Regions from separate parts of the Mus musculus genome. Here all the other regions are linked to region 1. A link is a contact called in public ChIA-PET and Hi-C data. All regions are on one chromosome and are shown on one strand. Each heading gives the region's core, a stretch centred on a gene start, on an enhancer-like site or on the middle of the called end of the contact. The rest is flanking DNA. Distances are from core to core; before and after follow the strand shown.

Region 1 (4,030 bases), core at 1,061-3,560:
GAGTTACACTAAAGGGTTTTTGTGTATGTGGTAGGGCCTCAGTGCCAAGAGGAAGGTGGCATCTGTAAGGGATGGGGTGAGAAGGACCTGGGGTTTCTGTGAATCCTTTCCAGAAGAGGTGACACTTGGCTGATTTTTGGAGCCTGAGTAGGAGTCTGGGCAAGAGGGGAAGGAAGTTTTCGGCAGAGGTGCTTAGATCTATGGATGGCATAGAGCCACTAGTGAGTCCACAGGCTTTCTCATATGCCGAAGCTTTGACAGTTGGTAAAGGTAGGAGAGAGAGAGAGAGAGGTGGTTTAAAAGACTGGGTGAGGTCCAGGTTAGCAGTTTGGATTCTATCCCATTAGTGAGGCATGCTGGTTGGTGTGACAATCAGATCTGTGAAGTTGGGAGCGTTCCTTTAAAAGTCTGTGGGAGAAGGCAGCACTAGAGGCAGACCCACCACTGACCACGGTCTCAGACTCAAGACGAGAGACTGCTCTAAGGGAAAGGCTGGTGGGGGTCAGAGGAGGAGACAGACTGAGCGCTCAAGGGTGATTAACAGGGCTTAGGGGGACTGGTGAGGGATGGAAGCAGCAAGGTATCAGGGCGTTTGGATGAGTGGTCCCTAACTGAGTTAGAGAACAAATGGAAAAACAGGTTTGCAGCAGAAAATCAGATCAGGTTGGGAAGTTGGCTTTCAGGTGGCTTGGGGATGCCTAGCAGAGCCATATGTGGGCATTTGGAGTCGACCTCGAGGCCCAGCATGCTGGTACAGGTGGGGTCTTAGAGGTCGACTTTCCTCCTAAGCATCCTTATCTTCCCAAGGGACTGGGAAGTGTGAGGGCAAAGACATGTTCTTTAAAGATGTGAACTTGGGGGTTGGGCGGGAGGCAGTGGTGGGGCACGCCTTTAATCCCAGCACTTGGGAGGCATCTACCCAGGCTTTCTAACAGTCAACTTTGTTGGGCTCACTTGTGAGTATACTAAGTATTTTTTTTAAATTTCTAGCACACAGTTTTAAGCTAATAATCAAAGAGCTGATATTTATTTATCCTTTGAAAGAACATTGTGTTTTGGTGTGCCAGTGAGAGAAAGGGGTGGAGCTAGGTCAGCCTGCTGGAATTTCATCATCACACACCAACAAGAGTGTTATGCCGAGCGGCACAGGGGAGCAAAGGTTACAAGCCAAGCAACTGAAAACGCCGCTTTCCTACCTAGTGGTAATTCCAGTTACAAACAAGAACTTACTTTTTGTATCATTAGGAACTCTATTTTAAGAAACTCTCAAGTAAAAAGAAGCAAGTCATGGAGAAGAACGGGAACAACCGAAAGCTCCGGGTTTGCGTTGCCACCTGCAACCGAGCTGACTACTCCAAACTGGCCCCGATCATGTTCGGCATCAAGACAGAGCCCGCGTTCTTTGAGTTGGACGTGGTGGTGCTCGGCTCCCACCTGATTGACGACTATGGGTGAGCTGAGTGCTTCCTTGCTTCCCCCCCCACTCCCACCCCCGACGGTGTGCCCTGGGGAGCTTGGGTCTGGTAGGCTTGTGGACCTCCTGTCAGGTAGTTCCTCCCTAGTCTCTGTGTACCTCGGAGAACTTGGGAAGCATCCCAGAGTTGGCGTCTTCAGTTACAAAATTGGGTGAAACCAACATGGCAGTGAAGCCTGTCACAGTGATGCTGTTTAGTAGATACTTGATAACCAACAGCTGGAAACATTACTGCACTCAGAAGAAATACCATAAATATGTGTGTGTGTGTGTGTGTGTGTGTGTGTGTGTATATAAAAGTTGGACTATAATAACATGGCTTCAAGGCATAATTTTGGGGTTGGGGTTTGAGCCCAGAGCCTCAAGCATGCTAAACACATGCTTTACCGCTGGCATGCTTTCCTTCACCCCAATGTGTCCTGTGAGTTTTGAGGGCAATGAGCGTAGTGGTGCATGTCTACTTGAGAAGCAGAGGCAGGAGGATTGCTTTGAGTTTGAGGCCTGCCCAAACTACTTAGTGAGTTTTAGTCTAGTAAAGAGCTGCACAGTAAGACCCTGTCTCCAAACAAACAAACAAACAACAACAGAAACCAACACTGGTTTACAGGTTAATTGCATGTAAAGTAGTATAAATGAAACAAGATATACAAAAATCTAACCTATTTTGAGGCAAATTAAAATGTCCTGTTACCAAGATCATTGGTATTATGTGTGTGACATTAAGGTTTGCACCATATGCAGGGTATATTTGAAAACTGAAAGGTATTCTGAGAGAGCCCTGCATGGAGAAACCAGAAAGGAGCCTTGGCTCTGCCCTCGGTGTGCATCTAGCGCACCCTTGTGGTGTGAAATGGCCTTGCAGCCTCCAAAGACTGCTGGAGCCGCATGGCCGCACATGGAGAACAGTAAGCAGACCTCCGCCTGTCTCCAGTCTCCACGTGTCAGCCTGCTGTGAGAGGACAGTGAGGAGCAGGGAGCAAGCTTATGGGACCTCCCGTGGATAGTCTTCTTTTTCACTTGAAATGAATTCTGGCTTCCTAAGACAGTGCACTTGATTGGTAGGACGTAGTGCGAGCTGGAGGTGAAAGTCTCAGTAGGTTTTGTGTGACAAAGCTTGGGCAGGAAGGCTGGCAGGAAGGAGGCGCTCCAGGAAGTGGAAGCAGCCACAGCCCCTGAGGTCGAAAGGTAATATTTGCTGGTGAGACTGTTGAGTAGGAAACCCAGCTAGTACTAAGGGGAAGTGCGTGCGTGCGTGCTTGGGTACCTTCTAACGTGAGGAGCTGAGTAACGTGCAGACAAGACTGTGAGGGACTTCACATAACCTTCTTGTACCTTCTCAGGTTTAAACTATGAGAATACATTTTACAGATTTTATTTTATTTTTTATAGTTTTTGTTTTAGGGAGATTTTTGTTTCAATTTGTGAGACGGTTTCTTTTAGCCCAGACAGGCATCAAACTCTGTATGTAGCCAAGAATAACCTTGTTCTGAAATTACAGACATGTGTCACCATGCCTAGCTCATTTTTGTCTAATAAATAAATTAATTAATTTATACACAGTGTACTGGGCTAGTTTTGTGTCAACTTGACACAGCTGGGGTTATCACAGAGAAAGGAGCTTCAGTTGAGGAAATGCCTCCTTGAGATCCAACTCTAAGGCATTTTCTCAATTAGTGATCAAGGGGGAAAGGCCCCTTGTGGGTGGGACGATCTCTGGGCTGGTAGTCTTGGTTCTATAAGAGAGCAGGCTGAGCAAGCCAGGGGAAGCAAGCCAGTAAAGAACATCCCTCCATGGCCTCTGCATCAGCTCCTGCTCCCTGACCTGCTTGAGTTCCAGTCCTGACTTCCTTTGGTGATGAACAGCAGCATGGAAGTGTAAGCCGAATAAACCCTTTCCTCCCCAACTTGCTTCTTGGTCATGATGTTTGTGCAGGAATAGAAACCCTGACTAAGACAAATTGGTACCAGCAGAGTGGGGTATTCCTGTGACAACCTGACCATGTTTTGGGGAGGTCTGTGGAAGGACTTTGGAACTTTGGTCTTGAAGATCCATTCGTTGTTAAGAGCTCTGTGGGATGTTGTGTAGGAGCTTGGAAGATAATGTTGAGAACAGTGTAGAAGATGGAGGCCTGGCTTGTGAAATTTCAGAGGGAAAATTAAAGACTCTTTTCAGGGCCATTGCTGTTTTGATTGTGAAGATTCTGTAGTTCTGGTTAGCTGGGGCTGAAGAATCAGCTGTGATTAACAAGATACCAGAACTACCAAAGCAAAAACTTTGCATTACTGGGACTATTGATGCTGGTTAGCTGGAGCTAAGAAATTAGCGGTGATTAAGAAGAGACCAGCATCATTGAGGTGACATCTTCTGGGAAGTGTTTTCTGAGAGCACAGTGGCTGTGTTCCAGATATAGCCAAAGTTGTACCTTGTGCTGTGGCTGGACTTGGTAATGTGTAAGGGTCACCCAGGTGGTACTGGTTTGAAGGCATGAAGGAGTTGAGTAGAGCAGCTGAGGCTTGGCACTGTGAGAGGCCATGGAAGGCCATTGGTGAAAGTCC
Region 2 (4,310 bases), core at 467-2,966, 140 kb after region 1:
GGCAGGAAGATGGCTTGGGCTACTATGTAGTGAGACCTTATCAAAAAATAAACAATCAGAGGCTGGAGAGATGGTTCAGTGGTTAAGAGCAATGACTGTTCTTCCAGATATAGGCTGTCAGCATCTTTATTCAACCAGTAGTTTTAAACTAAGGAGCAAGGTTACACAGCATCACTTGGTGTACATGAGGACTTCCTCATCCCTGGGGGCCACCAGACCCTGGGAGCCAGTATTGAGCATTACAATACCTAGCAAGAGATTAAATCTCAACATATGTGTCTTTGTTTGCATAAATATACTTTTTTTGTGTGTGTGGAAAACCCTTAAACATTACATAAAAAGATAGCACAGAAAATGTCCTTGTAGCCCGGGTAAAGACCCCTCCTCTAAGGAAGTGCCAGCACATGCCCCATGTGCATACGGCACTCACAGTGCCATCTCTTACCTTGAACACAGGAGTATGGAAGGCAGGGATCTGCAGACGGACACCCCTTCCGGTTCACTTCACAGAGCTCGTTGGCTGGGCAGGGGTTTGGGTTACAGGGGTGAGTCACTTCTTCTATGATGTTTCCTAAAGCACTTGGCCCTGAAAAGCCCAAAACTGATCAGTGTAATCAATCTAAAAGAGTAGCGCATCTTTAAGTTACCCGGATCATCATGACTGGAAGAGATGGAGAGCTCACAGGCAGAAAGTAAGGCCTGAGTCTAACCAGCCCTAACTAAACATTTGGATTTCTTCATTTGTCAGCTTATCACAATGTACCCAACCATTCACTTACTAATGGGGACCTACAATACAGTTGGCAGGACCTGGGTACTAGATACACTAATGAACAAAACAGACAAGCTAACATGGAGTTCCTATCTGGAAGAGAATAAGATCAACTCAGATAACTTCAGTGGCCAGCAGTTCAGAGATGGGACTTGCCTGGGCTATGGTGATCAAATACATGTTTATGTGTTGAATAATAAATGGCCATCTGTTATGGAGACCCACAACACAGTCATATCTACCTTCCAACATCCTGCCAAGGGAGAGCAGCATTGCAAGCACATGTGGTATTTAAGGAGAGTGCTGCTGTTCATGCTGGAGTGTTGTCTCGTTTCCTTCCTGCTGAAATCATTTTCTCCAACACACACTGCTGTAGGCTGCTAGCATTGTGAATTAGCAGAGACAGAGGCTGCGGGAGCCTTCTCGCTCAGCCCCATCACTCTGGGCAGTCTTACCTAGAACTTGGGAGGGGATCTTCCCAAGGTCACAGGGGCAAAAGCTAGGGCATGTTCCATAGTCTCTATCCTGAGAGCCCAACAGATACTGCCTGTTATACACTCACCACCCTTTCTTCTCTATTTGTTTAGTAGATCCTGTTTTTATTCAAGGTGGTCATAAACCCAAAGCTAAAAAGACAACCCTTCCAAGTTTTCCATACACTTATAAGCATCCCCTGAGATTATAATAGAAGGTTCTTCACCTCCCTTTTGCCAACTAGAGTGAGTTGGATAAAGTGCCAGCATCCTTGGCAGGCCAGCGAAGTGCAGGGAACAGAGTGAGTGCAGGAAGGCTGAGAAGCCTGCATTCCTGATGCTGCACCACCATAAACATCCTGGCCTACTTGCTCTGAGTCTTCCTGTGCTTCTAACTGCTCTGTTATTGGCAGTTGGGCTTAATCCTAACTGGAAAAGCAGCAAGTAGGCTTTTCTGTTGGCCAGATAGTTTATGGCACTGGCGCCCCCTGGTGGCGGCCCAAACACTTAAGGGCATGGCCTCACTGGTCTCACTGCTAAGGAGCTCTTTGTGCAATTCCTCCCTCAAGGAGGTACCAACCTACTGCTGTAGCTCTTGGCAGAAGTGTCTGTCAGGAAGAAACTCAAGTAGTAAGACAAGTTCCACTTCCCTGTGCGAGCCCAGGGGAGAGCTCTTTCTTCCCTTCTCTATTTGGTAAGTGTAATCCAGGCCTGCTCATGTTCTGATATATGGATGACAAGAGCTGACAGTTTCCTAGGGGGAATTCCACGTTCTGGTCACATCATGACTTCTGATGACATTGTCTTCCGCTTCCATCTTTACAGTTCCTGACTGGCAAATAGTTCATCTTTCCTCCGAAAGATAAACTACAGCTTCTGCTTACTCATTTTAAGATAGCAATGACAACTTGACAGGGTCTAGTCACTTAGGGGACAAAATTCTGGACCCTCAGGGGAGAGATTAGCCCTACCCTATTGGATGGCACCGTTCCATTAGTTAGGGGCCTGGACTGAAGAAGGGAGCTGAGCACAGCCTCTGCCTCCGAACGCCTGATGATCCTGCTTCCCAGTCCTGTTGCCATGGTTGCCCCTGTACCCTTGAACTGTGAGCCAAGTAAACCCTTCCTCCCTTTAAACACTTTTGTTGGGTGTTTCTTGCCACAGCAACAGAAACATAACGAATGCAGATGGTATCTTCAAACAATAGTTCCTCATCCTAGGCAAAGAACAAGAGCAGAGACCATGAGAGAAGCCCTTGAGCTCTAAACTCAAACCCACGCAGTCCTTACTGAGGTACGTGTCCAGAGGGATACAGCTCTCCAGGTCATCTGCAGGGGACAGAAACTCACAGATACTTTCAGCTGTGTGTTCTTCAGGGAATTTATTCTGGTCTCCACATTTCTTGAGAATCTCTACACAATCTGATCTTGAAAGAAAAAAGAACATTTTGTATTCATGGTTCTGTCTCACGTTGTCTGGTCAAAGCTGTGTTTCTTAAACCTCTCAGAAGCGTCCATTACCTGCTGAGCTTTCCCAGCAGTCACAGGGACTTCCAGCTACACAGTAAACTTCCAGCTACAAAGCCTAACTTCCTGTAATCTGAGACTTACATTTATTGCTCCAAGCATGGTGTCGCGTCTACCCCCTTTAAAAGGAACTTGAGCTGGCCAGTCTGCTTTGCAAACTGTAAGCCATTTTCAAGGCCCGAGGCGGTTGCCTCTGCTCTCCTTCCTTTCCTCCCTTTCTCATCTTAAGATCTTTTAGTTATCACTGTGGTGTTTGGCTTATAATAACCAGAGAGTTTCCAACATTTTTTTTTTTTTTTTAGTTTAGGGCTGGAAAGCTGGGCACATAGTTAAAAGCACTTGATGCTCTTGCAGAGGACATGGGTTTAGTTTTTAGTATCTACATGGTGGCTGAAAACCATCTGTAACCCCAGTTCTAGGGGTCTTCTGACCTCCGTGGGTACCAGGCAAGCATGTGGTGCATGCATACATGTAGACATAAGACACACACGTCTTTCCTAGTTTTTCTTAGTTTTGAGGAAGGCTTGGCTCCTTAGCTGAAGGAAACCTTCATGAGCACATCCTTCCCATGTGTGACCTCTGACTTATTATCACATAGTTAGACCTCAACCTCTCCCTTATTCAGCTCATTCTTGAGTCATGTCAGAAAACTCATTAAAAGCCAGGCATGACAGCTCATACCTGTCATCTCTGCTCAGGAGGCTGAGGCAGGAGGATTGCTATGAGGTCAAGGCCAGCCTGACTATAGATAGAGTAAGGCAGGAAGACTCCAAAATCAAAATTAAACCAAATAAGAAAAGTTAAAAAATGATCTGGACGGTAATTAATCTGAACTGAGCAGCACTGAGCCGCACACCAAGGGTTTAGGGCTTGGTGTGGACTTGGTCTTGGAAAAGCAGACGCCTGGAGAGCAGCAGAGGGCTGTGCAGTGAGGGTCTGCTTCTCCCACCAGGTACTTGTCTGACATCTCCTAAGTAAACCATTCAGCACTGTTTCCTAAGAGCAGGACCCGAAGACTGGCCACTGACTCCCACTGGGTGATGATAATAAAGACAGAGTGGCAGCTGAGAGGACAAGCAAGGAGGAGAAGGCGACGGCACAGAAAGAATCCCTAAGTCAAGTGGAGTGCCAGTCGGGAACACAACTACAGCCACAGATGGGCTAGAGATGGTACAGTGAGCTGACATGCCGCCCACCAAGCCTGAAGAACAGCTTAAGCCCGATCCCTGAAAACCACCACACAGTCAGAGGTGGCACACCTTCACCCACAGCCTCCCTTCCTAAATGTATGAGAAGAGGGCCGCAAGATGGCTTGTTGGAAAAGGTGCCTGCTGTGAAGGCTGATAACCTGAATTCAATCTGGGATGCACTGAACACACACACCCACACTCACACCCACACTCACACCCACACCCACACTCACACTACGGCCCAAGTTGTCCTTTGATGTCCACATGTGTACACATGGACACATTTTTACACAGTTGGACCAATAAACACTTAATAAATGATAGATAGATAGACAGATAGATAAATAGA
Region 3 (4,391 bases), core at 197-2,696, 210 kb before region 1:
GGAGGCCGTTCTCATTCAAACCACCACACACTCTAAAGGTTGACCTCTGGCCCTCACACAAATGCACATGCTTGTACACACAAACACCACACACACACACACACACACACACACACACACACATACACACACAAACACACACACACAAACACACACACACACACACACGCACATGCACACGCACACGCACGCGTGCCACAAAAAACCCTGGGGAAACAGAGACAGAAAGACCAGGAATAAGGAGCAAAGCAAGACTCTTATTTCAGAAAACTAGAAGAAAGAAGGGCTGGAGAGCTAGCATGGTGGCTCACAATGACCCATAGTGAGATCCGACAACCTCTTCTGGTGCGTCTGAAGACAGCTACAGTGTACTTATTACAGTACAGTGAATAAATCTTTGAGCCAGAGTGAGCAGGGACTGAGCAAGCAGAGTTGACCAGAGCAAGCAGGGTTGACGCGAGCAAGCAGAAGTCCTAAAATTCAATTCCCAACAACCACATGAAGGCTCACAGTATGTATATGTGTACTCATATACATAAAATAAATATTTAAAAAAGAAAGAAAGAAAAAACTAGGTTCTGGATATGATACTATCATAAAGAAAAGTTCTGAACTCTGAGCACATGGCTCAATTGATAGAGTGCTTGCCTAGTATGTGTGAGGTCCCGGGTTTGATGCCCAATACCACATAAAACAGATGTGTTGTTCATGCTTGTAATCTCAGCATTTGGGAGGCAGAGACAGGCAAATCAGTTCAGTTATTCTTAAGGCCACATTCTTAAGGCTACAAGAGACCCAATCTCCAAGTAAAACAAAACTCCCTAGTCCCAAATTCTTTCTCTCTCTCCTCTCTCTCCTCTCTCTCTCTCTCTCTCTCTCTCTGAGATAGGGTCTCACTGTTATGTAGCCCTGTGCCCTGTCTGTCCTGGAATTTGCTCTGTAGACCAGGCTAGCTGTGAACTCACAGAGATCTGCCTGCCTTGGTCTCCCAAGTATGTGCACCTGGCTCTTTTATTTCATAATATAAAATTATATTCTTCTCCTGCCTTCATCCGCAGATAGGAAAACAAGCACCTCAGACTGTAGTGCAAGCCTGCTCTGGGCGGTACTAATAGGAGGGGTGCCCTAGGGAAAGGCCCCACCTAGCTAAGCTCTGGACTAGTAGAATGGAGCCTAAGGGCTCTTCTACTTGAGAAAGCTATACCATACCAAAGTTTCTGCTCATGGTCAAAGGGGCGAGGTGCGATCCCAAGCCCACAGTTGAATTTGGCTGTGTCCTCTATGCATTAGTCACTTAGGGGCATGAAAGATGCAAGAGCAAGGGCTTGTGGGTTCTTCCTCTGTGGTTTCAGAGAGTTACTGAGGCCAACCAATGTGTACCAGTGCTAGGGTTGCTGTAAGCAGAAGGCCCTGAGCGAGCAGCCATTGTGTAAAGCTGTGAAAAGAAAGTCTGTACTGCAGGATGTGGGAGAAATCAGAACCCTAAGTCGTCTGCTACAGAGAGCTGTACACAGGAAGTGGAGGTGGCCCGAGGCAGAGATGTAGGCTGAAGGCAGCAGTGCTGGAGGGGCTGAGCTAAATTCACTGACATCAGACCTGGAGTTTGTCCTGATGAGTTTTGCTTTGGGCCAGTATTTCCCCCACTATACCCCAACACGTCCCTCTTGGAATGCTAATATATATTTCGTACCATTGAATGTTGGAAGTATGGAATTTATTGTTTTTGTTTTGTTTTGTTTTACAGGAAGTGACAGTCAAGAGATTACCTTATATCTCAGAAGAAACTTTGGACTTTTGAATCATGTTGAGTCTGTTAAAGACTGTGGAGATTTTAGAAGTTGAACTCGATGCATTTTTTTTTAATTGTGATTTGGTTATGACTAAGGAGGCCCAGGAGTGATGCAGAGGTTTGACTGAGAATGTCCCCTCATAGGCTCAGACATTTGAGTCCTTGGTCCCCGGGTGGTGCCTGGGGAGGTGTCAGTGTGTGTGTGTGTGTGTGTGTGTGTGTGTGTGTGTGTGTAGCCTTACTGGAAGAAATAGAGCATGGGGTGGGCTTTGAGGGTTCACAGCCTTCCCCCACTTCTACCTCACACACTCTCTCTGCTTTGTGCTTGGGGTTGAAGATGTGCTTCTTTCTGTTTCCCGTATCAGCCATCAGCGCCCATGCCTCCAGGGCTGTTAGGACTCATCCTCTGAATAAACTCTTCCCTCTATAAGGGGGGTCAGCCATGGTGTTTAGTCACAACAGCAGAGAAGTAACTAACACAGATGTCTGTATAACCTGGACTACACACTGAGGCGTTCTTGTAAATTGCTAATAATGAATTTAAGACAATACAATAAGGGATGGAGTGGGAGTTAGCTCAGTGAGTAGAGTGCTCTTTGGGCGTGCATGAAGATCAGAGTTTGGATCTCCTAGTTTAAAAATTGGGTGTGGTGGCACACACCTGTAATCTCAGCACTGGGAGGCAGAGACAGGAGGATTCCAAGGATTGTCAACTGGTGAAGATCAGATTCCATAAATGACCCTGCTTCAAAAAGGGGAAAGGGGAGGAAGACACCTGACTTCAACCTCTGGTTTCACCATGCACACACATGGTCAAGCACCTCCCGCCACACCTACACACAGATAAATAGCTAAATAGAAATGAACCATCTTGGCGATTTTCCAGGATACGAAGCATTGTTAACTTCAGGCCCCTATTATACAACACTTGTTAAGACTTGCATCCTTAGTCCCAGGGGGGACATTTGGACCACAGAATACATTTCAAATGTGGCCTCCAAATCATCTGTCAAATATATAAAAACAGGGAGTCTCGTCCCCCATTGTTATCCCTTTTCCAGGCTAACTGTCCCCTGGATTTCACTCTTCCCTCAAAGGTCATGGTTCCAAGTCCTAGATTTAGGCTCAGGCTTGTGTACCCCAGAGCTACCACGCATGCCCAACTCCAGAGCTACCACGCATGCCCCGCGGGTTGGTTCTGTGGGAGGAACTGGGAATAAAATGATTATAACACAGCGCTGAACTCCAGAGGGTTGTGAGCCGCTGGCAATGACACACCGAGAAGCTCATAACCTGTCACTCCAGTCCCGCAAGACGGTCATGGACATCACAGAAGTCCAACAAGGAGATGGTCAGCTCCATCCGGGAGCTTGGTGGGGACATGGGACTTGCCTCCCGGCGGCCACGCGGAAGTCCCTCTGTCACTGACTTCATTCAGGGATTTTACCTCCTTCTGCTTTCTTTTCTTGGCATTTCTCTGACACATCCTGTTAGAGTGTTATGTTTCAGGGAGAAAAATTTAAATATATTCATCTGCCACCTTAGACATGTTTTCATAAGAAGAGAAGCTAGCAGCTTGTAGCAAGAATGACTGTTTCGGCACACGAAGCCTGAAATCATTTCAGTAATCTCCTTCTTCCTATAGCCCCTCCCACCTGGCTTTCTCTTTTGTTCTCTCTCTCCCTCTCCCTCTTCCCTTTCCCTCTCCCTTCCCTCCCTCCTTTCTCCATCTTCCATTCCACTCGCCTTCCAAAACTTCTTGACAGTCAAAGTGATCGCTCACAGCCAAGTTTTTTCATACACTCAGAGGGGCACCGTGGAGCAGCAGAGGCCGGAAGCTTCCTGACAGGACCTCGTGATTGTCACCTGAGACTATAAAAGAGGTCACAGGGGCTGGGCGTGGTGGCGCACATCTTTAATCCCAGCACTTGGGAGGCAGAGGCAGGCGGATTTCTGAGTTGGAGGCCAGCCTGGTCTACAGAGTGAGTTCCAGGACAGCCAGGGCTATACAGAAAGAAAGAAAGAAAGAAAGAAAGAAAGAAAGAAAGAAAGAAAGAAAGAAAGAAAGAAAGAAAGAAAGGAAGGAAGGAAGGAAGGAAGGAAGGAAGGAAGGAAGAAAGAAAGAAAGAAAGAAAGGAAGAAAGAAAGAAAGAAAGAAAGAAAGAAAAAAAGAGGTCACAGGGTAGCTCTGTGACCCTTTGCTAATCGACGAGTATACATTTGAACGTGGGGTCGTTTCCATCACACTTCCAAATGCAGGCCTGACTTGTCTATCTAACAGCCTTTGGCTCCCACTCAATAAAGTATTCACCTCTGACTGCGTTTAGTGCGGGTCTGCTCAGTATGCCGAATGTCTGATCACACGTTCACATTACATGATGTCTTCTCATCAGGGCCTGAGCAGCTACACTGGTTAAAGTCCACTTTACCTTGGGAGGACAAAGCATAACTAACACAATTGTTTGGGACTCTTTGTACTAACTGTTAAATAATAGTTGTAATAATAGTCACCATCATCATCATTGGGGGGTGCGCACACACACACACACACACAAAAAAAAAAACTTGCAAGTTGGTTCTCGTCTCCCATTGTGTGGGTTCC

The links. A called contact is a pair of places that touch in the nucleus more often than the background predicts. ChIA-PET counts read pairs in DNA pulled down with a chosen protein or histone mark.
Region 2: a contact with region 1 is called in a Hi-C map of trophoblast stem cells, with 1.8 times the contacts expected there. The contact joins two enhancer-like sites. A contact is called at or near these places in 2 of 15 datasets of contacts at CTCF or cohesin (embryonic stem cells and large pre-B cells), 3 of 484 Hi-C or Micro-C datasets (double positive thymocytes, hematopoietic stem and progenitor cells and trophoblast stem cells), 7 of 115 datasets of contacts at active chromatin or transcription factors (effector CD8 T cells and embryonic stem cells) and 4 of 9 other capture datasets (adipose tissue, embryonic stem cells, liver and 1 more).
Region 3: a contact with region 1 is called in an RNA polymerase II ChIA-PET map of memory CD8 T cells, with 7 read pairs. The contact joins two enhancer-like sites. A contact is called at or near these places in 10 of 484 Hi-C or Micro-C datasets (the MC3T3-E1 cell line, brain, cerebellar granule neurons and 7 more), 15 of 115 datasets of contacts at active chromatin or transcription factors (the NIH/3T3 cell line, T-cell acute lymphoblastic leukemia, bone marrow-derived macrophages and 9 more) and 3 of 9 other capture datasets (adipose tissue, liver and pancreatic islet).

What each region holds. Positions count from the first base shown.
Region 1 is chr4:44,064,176-44,068,205 of GRCm38.p6, reverse strand. It overlaps Gne (glucosamine (UDP-N-acetyl)-2-epimerase/N-acetylmannosamine kinase), which reads left to right. Exons shown (of 12, transcript NM_001190414.2): 2 at 1,246-1,451. The coding sequence starts at 1,288. Among named protein-coding and RNA genes, the nearest start is that of Gne, 6.5 kb to the left of the region's middle. Within about 2 kb of position 2,310, at least 132 of the 459 cell types and tissues checked have an H3K27ac peak or open chromatin away from gene starts, as enhancers often do. A contact at or near this core is called in memory CD8 T cells and trophoblast stem cells, where this site is marked.
Region 2 is chr4:43,923,422-43,927,731 of GRCm38.p6, reverse strand. Reck (reversion-inducing-cysteine-rich protein with kazal motifs) reads right to left here. Exons shown (of 21, transcript NM_016678.2): 12 at 2,535-2,671; 13 at 446-586. Among named protein-coding and RNA genes, the nearest start is that of Glipr2, 32 kb to the left of the region's middle. Within about 2 kb of position 1,716, at least 17 of the 459 cell types and tissues checked have an H3K27ac peak or open chromatin away from gene starts, as enhancers often do. A contact at or near this core is called in trophoblast stem cells, where this site is marked.
Region 3 is chr4:44,268,361-44,272,751 of GRCm38.p6, reverse strand. No RefSeq gene overlaps it. Among named protein-coding and RNA genes, the nearest start is that of Melk, 30 kb to the left of the region's middle. Within about 2 kb of position 1,446, at least 41 of the 459 cell types and tissues checked have an H3K27ac peak or open chromatin away from gene starts, as enhancers often do. A contact at or near this core is called in memory CD8 T cells, where this site is marked.